Regions from separate parts of the Mus musculus genome. Here region 2 is linked to region 1. Evidence: chromatin contacts called from public HiCAR-type data. All regions are on one chromosome and are shown on one strand. The core of a region is the stretch at or near the end of the contact, and the rest is flanking DNA. Distances in the headings are between cores, read along the strand shown.

Evidence for each region. HiCAR-type assays count read pairs that join an accessible place to other places.
Region 2: a HiCAR-type map of PVALB interneurons shows a contact between it and region 1, with 6 times the contacts expected there. The contact joins two enhancer-like sites. A contact is called at or near these places in 1 of 15 datasets of contacts at CTCF or cohesin (large pre-B cells), 12 of 484 Hi-C or Micro-C datasets (CD8 T cells, the G1E-ER4 cell line, Th1 cells and 8 more) and 2 of 115 datasets of contacts at active chromatin or transcription factors (PVALB interneurons and bone marrow-derived dendritic cells).

What each region holds. Positions count from the first base shown.
Region 1 is chr12:32,738,042-32,744,613 of GRCm38.p6, reverse strand. The region is part of intron 1 of Gm40376 (predicted gene, 40376); the gene reads right to left. Among named protein-coding and RNA genes, the nearest start is that of Gm40376, 17 kb to the right of the region's middle. Within about 2 kb of position 2,808, at least 1 of the 459 cell types and tissues checked has an H3K27ac peak or open chromatin away from gene starts, as enhancers often do. A contact at or near this core is called in PVALB interneurons, where this site is marked.
Region 2 is chr12:32,888,132-32,895,229 of GRCm38.p6, reverse strand. It overlaps Gm33484 (a long non-coding RNA gene), which reads left to right. Exons shown (of 3, transcript XR_381437.2): 3 at 6,297-6,415. Among named protein-coding and RNA genes, the nearest start is that of Gm33484, 17 kb to the left of the region's middle. Within about 2 kb of position 4,594, at least 26 of the 459 cell types and tissues checked have an H3K27ac peak or open chromatin away from gene starts, as enhancers often do. A contact at or near this core is called in PVALB interneurons, where this site is marked.

The DNA.
Region 1 (6,572 bases), core at 1,559-4,058:
GTGGATCTCATTCCCTTAACTGGGCTGCCTTGTCTGTCCTCAGTGAGAGAAGATGTGCCTAGTTCCTCAGTGACTGATGTGTTGGAGTTGGGCAGGTGGAGGATAAGGTGAGCTGAGGTGGGCATTTGGGGTGATATCCAGAGGGCTCCCCCTCCTCAAAGGAAAGAGGGGTGAGTGGAGGAAGGATCTGGGGTACTGGGAGGAGAGGGCGGTTGATATTGGGATATAAAGTAAACAAACAAACAAACAAACAAATATTTGCAAACAGTTGGCTTCAGTCCAGAAATTCAGGGATGTCTCAACATAATACAAGTCAATTAATGTGATATTATAAATAAATGGACTTGACAGAAATCTTGAATATTTTCAGAGATGCAGTAAAAATTTTTTTTACAAAATGTAACATTTCAGGATTATAAAAAGTTGAAGGAATAGAAATAGAAGGAACATATGCATAGAAAAAAACATACCTCAACTTATAAAGGTTATATGCAGCACATCTATAGACAACATTATGCTAAATAGGGAATGTTGAAATCATTTCCACTAAAGTCAGGAACAAGTCAAAGGTTTCCATTTTCTCCACCCTCATTTAATATACCAAGACTAGGAAATAAAAAGAACACACAGAAAAGAAAGAAGTAAAAGTATCCTTGTTTATAGATACTAATGGTACTATATACAAGACCCTAAAGACTCCCCCAGATGACACTTAGATCAGATGAACACTTTTAGCAAAGTGCCAACACACACACACACACACACACACACACACACACACACTATAAAATCAGTAGCCTCGCTAAATACCAATGGCATGCATGCAGAGAAAAAAATTAGAAAAATAAGTTCCATCATGATTGCCTCCACAAACAAAAAACAATAATAGCTCCGCCCCTAATACATTTAACCAAGGAGTGAAAAACTTCTATAATGAAAACTAAAACATTAAAGAAAAAAACTGAAGAAGATACTAGAAGATGGGAAGGCCTTCAGCTGGAAGAATTAATATTGTGAAATACAACTCCATTAAAATTTCAACTTCATTGTTCACAGAAGTAGAGTAAAAGTATCTCGAAATTTATATGGAAGTACAAAAGACCCTGGATAGCCAGTGCAATCCTGAGCAAGGAGAACAGTGGGAGAGATACCATCATACCTGACTGCAAGTTATTCTACACAGCCATAGTGACAAAAAACACCATGACATTGGCACAAAAATAGGTCAACGAAACAATATGAGGGACACAGATAGAAATCCACACAGTTGCAGCTACCTGATTTTGGACAGAAACACTAAAAGGAATCATGACAACAAAACACTGGAGACAAATGAGTATCTTCAAAAAAAATGGTGCTGCCAAGAATGGATAATTACATGAGGAAGAAGGAAGCTAGACACATAATTGACTTCCTGTGAAAATTAACTCCAAATGGATCAAAGATCTTAGTGCAAGGCCTGAAACTCTGAAACTGATAGATGAAAAATAGCAAAACAGTCTCAGTAGGTCAGCCTAGGCAAGGACTGTGATCAGCCCCCTAGACACTCAGGGAATGATGACCACAACTGACAAGTGAGATCCCACGAAATTAAAAAACTTCTGTACAACCAAGGAAATGATTATTGAGTGAATAAGTGAAGGGACAGCCTAGAAGGTGGGAAAGACTCTTTCCAAGTTATATGTCTGAGGATTAATACCTAAGGGATACAAAGAACTACAAAAAGAAATAGGACACCGGACAACCCAGTCTATAAATGAGCTGTTGTTCCAAAATGGCGAGCCACTAAGCATGGGCAAGTGTTCATCCTCACTCTATGCCAGGCAGATGACAGCTTTTAAAAAATTTTTGTTTGTTTGTTTATTTATATTTCAAATGTTATCCCCCTTCCCAGTTTCCCCTCCACAAACCCTCTTTTCCATCCTTCTGCCTCTATGAGGGTGCTCCCCTACCTGCCCACCCACTTCTGCCTTACCAACCTAGTATCCCCCTACCCTGGGAGCCTCCACAGAACCAAGGGGCTCCCCTCTCAGTGATGCCGCATAAAGCAATCTTGTGCGACATATCCAGTTGGAGCCATGTGTCCCCCGATGTGTACTCTTTGGCTGGTGGTTTAGTCCCTGGGAGCTCTGTTGATATTGTTGTTCTTCCTATGGGGTTGCAAATCCCTTTAGCTCCTTCAGTCCTAACTTCTCCATTGGGGTCACCAAGCTCAGTCCAATGTTTGGCTGTGAGCATCCAAGCATCTGCATCTGTATTGGTCAGGTTCTGTCACAGACTCTAAGGGGACAGCTTTACTAAGCTCATGTCAACAAGCGTTCTAGGCATCAGCAATAGTGCCTGGGTTTTGGGGTCTGCAGATGGGATGGATCTCAAGGTGGGGCAGTTTCTAGATGGCCTTTCCTTCAGTCTCTGCTCCACTCTTTGTCCCTGCATTTTCTTTTGACAGGAAGAATTCTGGATTAATAATTTGAGGTGGGTGGGTGGCCCCATCCCTCAACTGGGGGCTGTGCCTATCCACTGGATATGGTATCTACAAGTTCTATCTCCTGTTTGTTGGGTATTTTGTACACTAACACATTGCTGATATGTTAAACTGGTGTAGCAACTATCAAAACCAGTCTGGACTAGCTCTGTCATGTAACCAAATGCTACCACCCTTAGGTATTTATTTGAATGACTCCAAGTTAATATATATCAGAGATTTTTGCAGTCTCTTTTACGTTATTCTTAATACCTAAGTTATTCACCAACCAGGAAAGTGTGGTATATATACACAGTAGAATATTTTTCAGCCATAAAGAGGAAACATGTCATTTGCAGGAAAATGGATGCAGCTGGAGATAATCACACTAGGCAAATTAAGTCAGTCTCAGAAAGAAACATAAATATCACACATTTCCTTTCATTTGTGGTTAGAGCTTATGTAGATACATGAAATTATATATATACAGATGTCATGAAAGTAGAAGCAACATTGTCTAGGGAGAAAAGGAAGCATAAGGGAATGAGTGGGAATATGTTTAAAGTAGATTATATTTGCATAAAAATTAGAAAAGACATAAAGTATTCAATTTAAAAAGGGAAAAGTCTGCTTACAATTTCAAAGGAGCAAGTTGTAATTAGGCTGACCCATTGCTTTTAATCTTCTGAGAAGGGTGCCAGATAGTAATGGTATTGAGTATGTGGAAGAGTAAAACTGTTTACTTCATGCCAAAAGACTGGAGCCCCATAGTCTCATTAAGGGAATCCTCCCAATGACCTAAATTCCTCTCATTAGGCTCTACCACTACCTCACAACAGTATCTCTCTGGGAACCAATCATTTTCTGTACATGGGCCTCTGAAGAATACTTATGCTTCTTTAATTTTTTTTCTTGGATATTTTCTTTACATTTCAAATGCTTTCCTCTGTCCAGATCTCCCCTTCAGAAACACCCTATCCCATCCCCATCCCCCTGCTTCTATGAGGGTGCTCCCCACCCACCTACCCACTCCCATCTTCCTGCCCTGGCATTCCCCTACACAAGGGCATTGAACAATCTCAGGCCCAAGGGCCTCTCCTCCCACTGATGTACAACAAGGCCATCCCCTGTGACATATGAGGACAGAGCCATGGGTCCCTCCATGTGTACTCTTTGTTTGGTGATCCAGTCCCTGGGAGCTCCAGGGGGTCTGGCCAGTTTACACTGTTGCTCCCTTCATGGGGCTGTAAACCCCTCAGCTCCTTCAGTCCTTTCTCCAACTCCTCCATCGGGGACCCTACTCCCAGTCCAACGGTTGGCTGCAAGCATCTGCCTCTGTATTTGTCAGGCTATGGAAGAGCCTTTCAGGAGACAGCCATATTAGGCTTCTGTCAGAAAGCACTTCCCTGCATCCACAATAGTATCTAGGTTTGGTATATAGTATATAGGTTTGGTATATAGGATGGATCCCCAGGTGGGAAAGTCTCTGGATGGTTTTTCTCTCGGTCTCTGTTCCATATGTTGTCTTCGTATTTCCTCTTGTGAGTATTTTGTTCCCCCTCATAAGAAGCACTGAAGCATCTACAGTTTGGTCTTCCTTCTTCTGCATTACATATGGTCTGTGAGTTGAATCTTGGGTATTCCAAGCTTATTGCCTTATATCCACTTATCAGTGAGTGTGTTCTTTTGTGATTGGGCTACCTCACTCAGAGTGATATTTTCTAGTTCTCTCCATTTGCCTTTGAATTTCATGAATTCATTGTTTTTAATAGCTGAGTAGTACTCCATTGTGTAAATGTACCACAGTTTCTGTATCCATTCCTCTGTTGAGGGACATCTGGGTTCTTTCCAGCTCCTGGCTATTATAAATAAGGCTGCTATGAACATAGTGGAGCATGTGTCCTTATTACATGTTGGAACATCTTCTGGGTATATGCCCAGGAGTGCTATTGCTGGGTTCTCAGGTAGTACTATGTCCAATTTTCTGAGGAACCACCAGACTGATATCTAGAGTGGTTGTACCAGCTTGCCATCCCACCAGCAATGGAGGAATGTTTCTCTTTCTCAACATCCTCGCCAGCATCTGCTGTCACCTGAGTTTTTTATCTTAGCCATTCTGACTGGTGTGAGGTAGAATCTCAGGGTTGTCTTGATTTGCATTTCCCTGATGACTAAAGATGTTAAACATTACTTTATGTGCTTCTCGGCCACTCAAATTTTCTCAGTTGAGAATTCTCTGTTTAGCTCTGTAGCCCATTTTTTAATAGGGTTACTTGGTTCTTCTTAAGTTCTTTGTATACTGGATATTAGCCCTCATCAGATGTAGAATTGGTAAAGATCTTTTCCCAATCTGTTGGTGGCCTTTTTGTCTTATTGACAGCGTCCTTTGCCTTATAGAAGGAAGCTTTGAAATTTTATGAGGTCCCATTTGTTAATTCTTGATCTTATAGTACAAGCCATTGGTGTACTGTTCAGGAAACTTTCCCCTGTGCCCATGTGCTCAAGGCTCTTCCTCACTTTCTTTTCTATTAGTTTCAGTGTATCAGTTTTATGTGGAGGTCCTTGATCCACATGGACTTGAGCTTTGTACCGGGAGATAAGAATGGATCAATTTGCATTCTTCTACATGCTAACTGCCAGTTGAACCAGCATCATTTGTCGAAAATGCTGTCTTTGCCCCCCCCCCCCCCCACTGGATGGTTTTATCTCCTTTGTCAAAAATCAAGTGACCATAAGTGTGTGGGTTCATTTCTAGGTCTTCAATTTTATTCCATCAATGTACCTGCCTGTCATTGTACCAATACCATGCCAGTTTTATCACTATTGTTCTGTAGTACATCTTGAGGTCAGGGATGGTGATTCCCCCAGAAGTTCTTTTATTGTTGAGAATAGTTTTCGCTATCCTTGTTTTTTTGTTATTTTTAAATGAATTTGAGAATTGCTCTTTCTAAGTCATTGAAAAATTGAGTTGGAATTTTGATGGGAAATGCATTGAATCTATAGATTGCTTTCATCACGATGGCCATTTTTACTGTATTAATCCTGCCAATCAAGAGCATGGGAGATCTTTCCATTTTCTGAGGTCTTCTTTGATTTCTTTCTTCAGAGACTTGAAGTTCTTATCATACAAATTTTTCACTTGCTTGGTTAGAGTCACACCAAGATATTTTATATTGTTTGGGACGATTGTGAAGGGTGTCATTTCCCTAATTTCTTTTTCAGTCTATTTATCCTTTGAGTAGAGGAAGGCTACTGATTTGTTTGAGTTAATTTTATATCCAGCTACTTTGCTGAAGTTGTTTATCAGCTGTCGGAGTTCTCTGGTGGAGTTTTGGGGATCACTTATATATACTATCATCTGTAAATAGTGATATTTTGACTTCTTCCTTTCCAATTTATATTCATTTGACCTCCTTTTTTGTCTAATTGCTCTAGCTAGAACTTCAAGTACTAAATTGAATAGGTAGAGAAAAAGTGGGCAGCCTTGTATAGTCTCTGACTTTTGTGGGATTGCTTCAAGTTTCTCCCCATTTAGTTTGATGTTGGCTACTGGTTTGCTGTATATTGCTTTTATTATGTTTAGGTATGGGCCTTGAATTCCTGAACTTTCCAAGTTTTAACATGAAGCTATGCTGTATTTTCTCAAATGCATTTGCAGCATCTAGTGAAACGATTATGCAGTTTTTTTAATGTAGTGTACATAGATGGATTTCTGTATATTGAACCATCCCTGCATCTCTGGATGAAGTCTACTTGATTTTGGTGAATGATCATTTCTATGTGTTCTTGTATTTGGTTTGCGAGAATTTTGAGTATTTTTGCATTGATATTCATAAGGGAAATTGGTCTGAAAGTTCTCTTTCTTTCTTGTGTCATTATGTGGTTTTGGTATCAGCCTAACTATGACTTCATAGAACAAATTTGGTAGTGTTCCTTCTTTTTCTATTTTGTGAAATAATTTGAAGAATATTGATTAATCTTGGTAGATTTTTTCTTTGATGAGTATGGAAGTGTCCTTCCTCATCCTTTTTGATAACTTTACGTTGAAAGTTGATTTTATTCGATATTAGAATGGCTTCTCCATCTTGTTTCTTGGAACCATTTGCTT
Region 2 (7,098 bases), core at 3,345-5,844, 150 kb before region 1:
CCACGTTCCTTAAGCTTCTGTCCTCCCTCAACAACACAGAAGTCTACCACTTCAGTGGCCAGAGATCCCACCGCTGTATAGAAAATAGGGCAGGAGGCGGGACTCATATGCAAGGTCTGTTGCATCATGGGGATAATGACATTAAACTAGTACTGTCCGTGTCTTCCAAAGTATAATTTGCTAATGTAGCAGATGGCTCCATCACAAGCTGTAATTTGTCCCCAAAGACTCCCAATGCATGTGGCTTCCTAGAGTCAGTAATTAGCCTTGGCAATTAAAGATTAAAATCAGCATAATGTTGTTTAACTATGCCCCCTAAGCAAGCCATAGCATTTGAAGAATTTCTAGGTATGGCAATATACATTTGAAAAACTGTTAACTAGATAGACTGATAATTTGAAAGTCAACTCAAGACCCACTCTGCAGATCTGTGTTTGTATACTCGCATTACTATCTCAGCTATTTTTTGCATGTATATGTGTATGATGTGGCTGTGTGTATGTTTCCAAATGTGGGTGTGAGTACATGCGTGCGTGCTGTTGAGTGTGCACTTGTGGGAGGGTGCACGTGGAGGCCAGAGACTGACAGAAGATGTCTTCAGTTGCTCACCACGTTATCTTTTGAGACATGGTCCCTCACTTGAATCCAGAGGTCATCAGTCCAGCTAGTGAAGCCAGCCAGCTTGCTCTGGGGACCTGGTCTTCACTCCATGAGTCATGGCATTACAAGGGTCAGCATGCCTACCTGGGGGATAGGGATGCGCAGGGTCTGAAAGCAGGCCCCTTACTCCCTGGGCCGTCTCTTTAGCCCATGTATCCCAAGTGTTCACCCTTACCTAATTTTATTACATTTTAAGATTTAATCTTATTAAAAATAAGATTTAATTTGTGGGAAGTGGGGACCGCTGGTTGTCTTTGCCACTGTTGGTCCCTGCTACTCCTTATGCTCAACTTTATCGTTGGTTCATATCTGTCACTCTTGTCACTTTGTATACAGAACGCATCTCAATTTTGTCTTTTAATGGATTAATCACACTTATATTCAATGAGTTATTACCTCTTTTTTTTTAAAGATTAATTATTTTATTTATTTATGTCCCAAATGTTGCCTTCCCTCATTGCCCACCTCCCAGAGCTCTTCACCACCCCCCTCCTCTTTGCCTCTGAGACGGTGCTGCCCCCTTCCCCTACCCCGGCAACCCCCTCTCCTACTTCTTCTTTTTTTTTTAACTTTATTTTTGTGTCTGTATATTAATAGAACAAAATAGTGGGCTTCACAATGTCATTTTGATACCTTCATTTCTTCCATTTTTGCTTGTCTTTTGAGACAAGATCTCTTTACATAGTTCTGGCTGTCCTGGCACTCACTTTGTAGACCAGGTTGGCCTTGAACTCAGATCAGCCTACTTCTGCTGCCTAAGTGCTAGGATTAAAGTGTGCACTGCTACCCCTGGTGTGTGTGCGTTTCTATACTTTGTTTGATTTTACTTTGCTTATGCCTCTTATCCTGTGTACTACTTTACATGGCTTGATCAAGTAGCCATTTATTCCCTTTCTTCCATTAATTTCCATGGCTTCAGTAGAGTATAACTGCTATAACATAAACAGCTGCTTAAAGTCTGTATACAGGGCTGGTGAGATGGCTCAGTCAGTAAAAGCGCTGGCCACACGAGCCCGGGAGCGTGGGTTTGATCCCGGGAACTGAAGGAGAGAACCAGCTTTGGAGATGTGCCTTCTGACCACGTGCGTGCCCCGGCACTGCGGTGTCTGAGTAGCCACATCCCCAGGCCCTGCTATGGAGCAGCAGCTTCCTCTGTGTAGCTCTGGCTGCACGTGACATCGCCCCTCCCCCCACCTCCGCCTCCTGAGTGCTGGCATTGCACTGCAGACCTTTATATCCAGCTTTACTTTCAATGTTGACATATTTTCCCAGGGTGTAAACAATATCTCTTCCTTCAGTACTTCAAATATTGCTTCATATTTTTCTTATTTGCATTACCTCCAATAATAACCAAAAAAAAAGGTCAAAATATTTACTATCACACCCTAAATATAAAGCTCTTTTTTTCATCTGTGGCTGATCTTAGGACATTTTATCTTATATATGTATTTCTAGAAGATTGGCTGTGCAATGTTGTCTTAGTCAGGATTTCTATTCCTGCACAAACATCTTGATCAAGAAGCAAGTTGGGGAGGAAAGGGTTTATTCAGCTTAAACTTCCATATCGCTGTTCATCACCAAGGAAGTCAGGACTGGAACTCAAGCAGGTCAGAAAGCAGGAGCTGATGCAGAGGCCATGGAGGGATGTTCTTTACTGGCTTGCTTCCCCTGGCTTGCTCAGCCTGCTCTCTTATAGAACCAAGACTACCAGCCCAGAGATGGTCCCACCCACAAGGGGCCTTTCCCCCTTGATCACTAATTGAGAAAATGCCTTACAGTTGAATCTCATGGAGGCATTTCCTCAACTGAAGCTCCTTTCTCTGTGATAACTCCAGCTGTGTCAAGATGACACAAAACTAGCCAGTACAAAGGTCTTGGTATAACTTTTCCATGTCTCTTGTGCTAGAGGAACGGCTCATTCTTTTAGCTACATTGTTTATATAATTTCAGGTCCTTGTCCCTGCCTTTTGGAAACTCTAATTCCACCAGGGCCCATCTGCTTTCCCACAGTTTAGCTGCTCTATTACTTAGCCACTTTGTGTGAGCCGGTGTTTCTCTATGCAGGCTCCTGTGGAACTCTTCTGTAGTGCAGTCTTGTCTAACTGTGTTTTTCCTGCCTCAGCCTCCTAAATACCAGGGTCCTGTAATTTACTTTGCAGTGAGTCTCCCTCCTGTGCCTCTTCCTTCCTTCCTTCCTTCCTTCCTTCCTTCCTTCCTTCCTTCCTTCTTTTCTTTCTTTCAATTCTTTGCTTTTGTCTTGGAAGTTACTACTGTTGTCTATACTATGTAATCTGCGTTTAGCCAAGCCAAGGCAATTTCTATTTCAATATTATGATTTTCATTTCAGAAAGTTCACCGTATCTCTTAAACATAACCACAACATTCTAGGTAACATGTTCAACACTTCCCGTGGCTTTCTGAGTGCATAGGGCTTAGCTAGAGCCACTCTAATATTTCTCTCTACTTTGGCTAGCATACCGTAGGGCTGCTGCAAAATATGTTGTACGGAGTGCTGACATAGGCTGTAGTTAAGGCTGGGCTAGTGTTCACTATGTAGCCCATGCTATCATCTAACTCATAGCTGTCTTCCTGTGTCAGCCTCCTAAGTGTGGGAATTGTAGGCAGAAGTCACCATGCTAAGCTTGTCCTACAGTGGTGGGTGGGCTTTTCACAGATTTTCCATTTTCATAGTTACACTGAACCTGGCTCTCTTTCTCAAGCTAGGGTTTTCATTTTGTTTTATTTTGGTTGGTTGGTTTGTTTGTTTGTTTGGTGTGTGTGTGTGTGTGTGTGTGTGTGTGTGTGTGTATGTGTGTGTGTGTATCTACAGAGACCAGAAGAGGATGACCCATCCTCTAGAGCTTAGTTACAGGTAGTTGTGAGGCACCTCATCTCCATCCCCTCAAGCCAGTCTTCCAACTATTCACACATGTACTGCAAGGGCATGTCCTTGTAACGTTTCGCCAGCAAAACACACTCGGACAACCGGATCCTTCTACGGCAAAGCTTTATTGCTTACTTCTCAGGAAGACCCCGAACCCGGAAAATGGTGCTGCTTAAATACCCCTCCGTGTGACGTGTCAGCTCCTGATTAGCTGCTACACCCCGGGATGGGCAGTGACTTGGCACAAATTTACTCCAGCACCTGCGCACATTGCTTGTTTACTAGTTAGGCACTGAGGAAGCCAGCTACATCTTGTAATGGCGATTGTTCACGGCTCTCCACATGGGCTGTTCAGACCCAGCTCCTCCCAGGGTTCTTTGCAGTGAGGTCTTGTCTTCCCCTCCATTCCCCAGCTGCTCTTCTCTGGGCAGCAGAGCACTTGTATAGCATAGTGTCCAGTACTGAAGACAGCAGGCTGACTCCAATAAACACATCTATGACCTCGAGGATCCCTTGATACCCAACCTGACAGGGAGGTTAAGCAGCCCTCCACAGAAATGATGCTTGCCGGGAGCAAGGAGATTTTGTGAATATGGAGTAGTTGAGAGAACCAATATCATGATTCTCCTCTTTAAAATCTTATGCAAACATTTGAGAGCCCCACTGTGTGCTTCTGGTGAGCATTCACCTTTCATTCAGAGAACAGATCACTGGGCATAGAGGCGGTGTTAACAGAAAACAAATCACAACGCAGCATCACTCAGTGCCAGGGCATGTGTACTGACTAGAGCCACAGGGACCACAGGAAGGCCAGATGCTGGCTGGCTTTGTGTTCCTCTGTGGACCTTCAGGTGTGCACTGGGGCTGAAAGAAGCAGCCTTGAAGAGGTGGCGTTTCCCAGTCTGAGAAGTGAGGTTTTAGTCACAGAATAACTCCTCCAGAGATATTGTGTAAAAGTAGAAGTGCATTCTGGGGGAATGTGCTACTTACTCTAAGTCAAAAACGATGGCCTGGAGTCAACTTCCACAGAAGTCACATGCTCCAATACCAAAATAGGAAGGAAAATATTTTGTAGGACACAGAGTATTTTTCAGAATAAATTGCGACACACACATACTTCTCGAGGCAGCTCTGACATTTGGGGCTGGGCAGGGTGTTTGCTGTAGATAAGAACACTGATATGAAGTGACTCCCTGGTTTATCTCCTTCCTTCTTCCTTCCTTTCTTCCTTCCTTCCTTCCTTCCTTCCTTCCTTTTCCCCATCCCTCTGCCCCTCTGTCCCTCTGTCCTTCTGTCTCTCTGTCCTTCCCCTGCCCTCCTTCTTTCAGTCCCTCCCTCTCTCCTTTCTTCCCTCCTTCCTGCCCTGCCCTCTCTTTCTCCCCTCTTCCTTATATAGGGGTATTTAATCGTGCTAACCTTATAGACTTAGCGTGAGTGTTAGTGAGTTTTTGCATATAAAATACTTAGAACATGTGGAGTATCATCGTTCAGTCTTCTGTGTGCTAACAGTTTAAAACAAGACTCACTGTCCACCAGCTTTTCCAGCTTCGAGAGGGCTGGGAATCAGACGCACTGTGGCTGAGTGACAGCCTTCTCATGAAGCTGCAGTCATGCGTCTGCCTGGGCTTAGGTCCCTGAAGGTGGCACTGGGACTGAAGGATTGCTGTCCAAGGCACGTCACCTAGCTGGCTAGCTGGCACTTGCTGTTGGTGTGCTCAAGTGGAGCTTTGGTGCCCTTTGTGATCCAGCTTGGGCTATCACACACTGTCACATCTCCTTTATTCTGCTCTATTTGGTGTATAGGGCACTCCACCAAGGCACAGTTCCAGGGTGGTGTCTCTCTGTTGTTGCGTGTGTGTTGTTGCATGTGTTTGTGGTGTGGATACTTCTTAGTGTGGGTGTGCATGCATGTGCTCGAGGGGGTGCATGCATGTGTGTGCTCATGCACGTGGAAGCCTGGTACTGATATTGGGGCGTTCGTACTTGATCGCTCTCCACAGTTACTTTTGTGAGAAGAGGTCTCTCCCTGAGCCTTAAACTTATTAATTCAGGTAGTCTGGCTGGTCAATGAGGTTCACAAATCTGCCTGTCTCCTCCCACCTACCCACATATCCCATGCTAGGCTGCAGCAGTGTATAGCCTCCACTGGTTCTTTACATGAGTTCTGGGAACCCTAACTTGGGCCCTTGTGCTTATGTGCTGACACTTTAGCAACTGTGCCATCCATTCCTCCAGTCCTCGGTCAGCCTGATCCTAGAACCCGGCTTCTATGCTCTTCAAGGAGATGCTACTCTTAAAGCAAGCACCCAGAGCCACCGGCCACGGGTAGACCCCACCCCAGAAATAGGCCTTCCCATATTAATTATTAATCAAGAAAACACACCACAGGCTAGCCTACATGGCTATCCAGACTGGACATTTTCTCAACTGAGGCTCTCTCTTCCAAAACAACTCTAGTTTGTGTCAAGTTGACATAAAAGTAGCCAGCAAACATCTCACAAGAGACTCATTTAGTGCCCACTATGGGGCTAGCACTATGTGCCAACAGTGATGTGAGCCTACTATTATTCTTATTTTACACCCAGACCATGAAACTTGCCTAACAGCATCTGTGATGGTTCATCTTGTGGTCAGTTTGTCTAAGTCTGTGTGGGTGGGAAAAATCCTCTCCCAGTGTGGACAGCAGCCTTGGTGTAAAATGGTTCAAGTGAGAAGCCATGCTTTTTGCCTGTCTGCCTCTGTGTCTTACTAGTGAGTGTGCCTGTCTCTGCTGCTGCCAGCCTTGCTAACATCACATCTCAGCCTCTTCAACCTCTCAGCATGGACTGAAGACCAGTGGCTCTGTGGGACACCCTCAGCCCTTCACTTGGGGACTGGGGCCACCAAAGCATCTCAGTCTCTCCACTAAGCAGGTGGCCGCTGCTGAACTATCCAGCCCTTATCATGCAAGACAATCTAATAAATCCCCTAGTGATATATGTTCATTCTGTCAGTTCTATTCCTGTAGAGAACGCCGACTAATACCAATACTACTACTACTACTACTACTACTACTACTACTACTACTACTCCGAAACAACTGCCAAGTGAAAGGGTGAGCTTTTGAGCCACAGCAGGGGGTTCAGAGCACTGTGCTTAGGCAAGAGAGATAGTCTTTCTCACACCTACAACCATAAGATTCTTTTATAGCCAGAAAGCCACAAACACACATTGAACCCCACACAATAATAGTGAGAGACTTCAACATCCCACTCTCACTAATAGGCACATTGAAACAGAAACTAAACAGAGTCACAGTGAAAATAATAGAGGTCATGAACCAAATGGATTTAACAGATAACTACAGAACATTTCACCCTAAAACAAAAGAATATACCTTCTTCTCAGCACCTCATGGTATCGTCTCAAAAATTGTCCATCTAATCAGTCACAAAAGAGGCCTCAACCGATACAAGAAGTTGAAATAATCCCATGCATCCTCTCAGATCACCATGGCCTAAGGCTGGTCTTCAATAGCAACAAAAACAACAGAAAGCCCACTTACCCATGGAAAC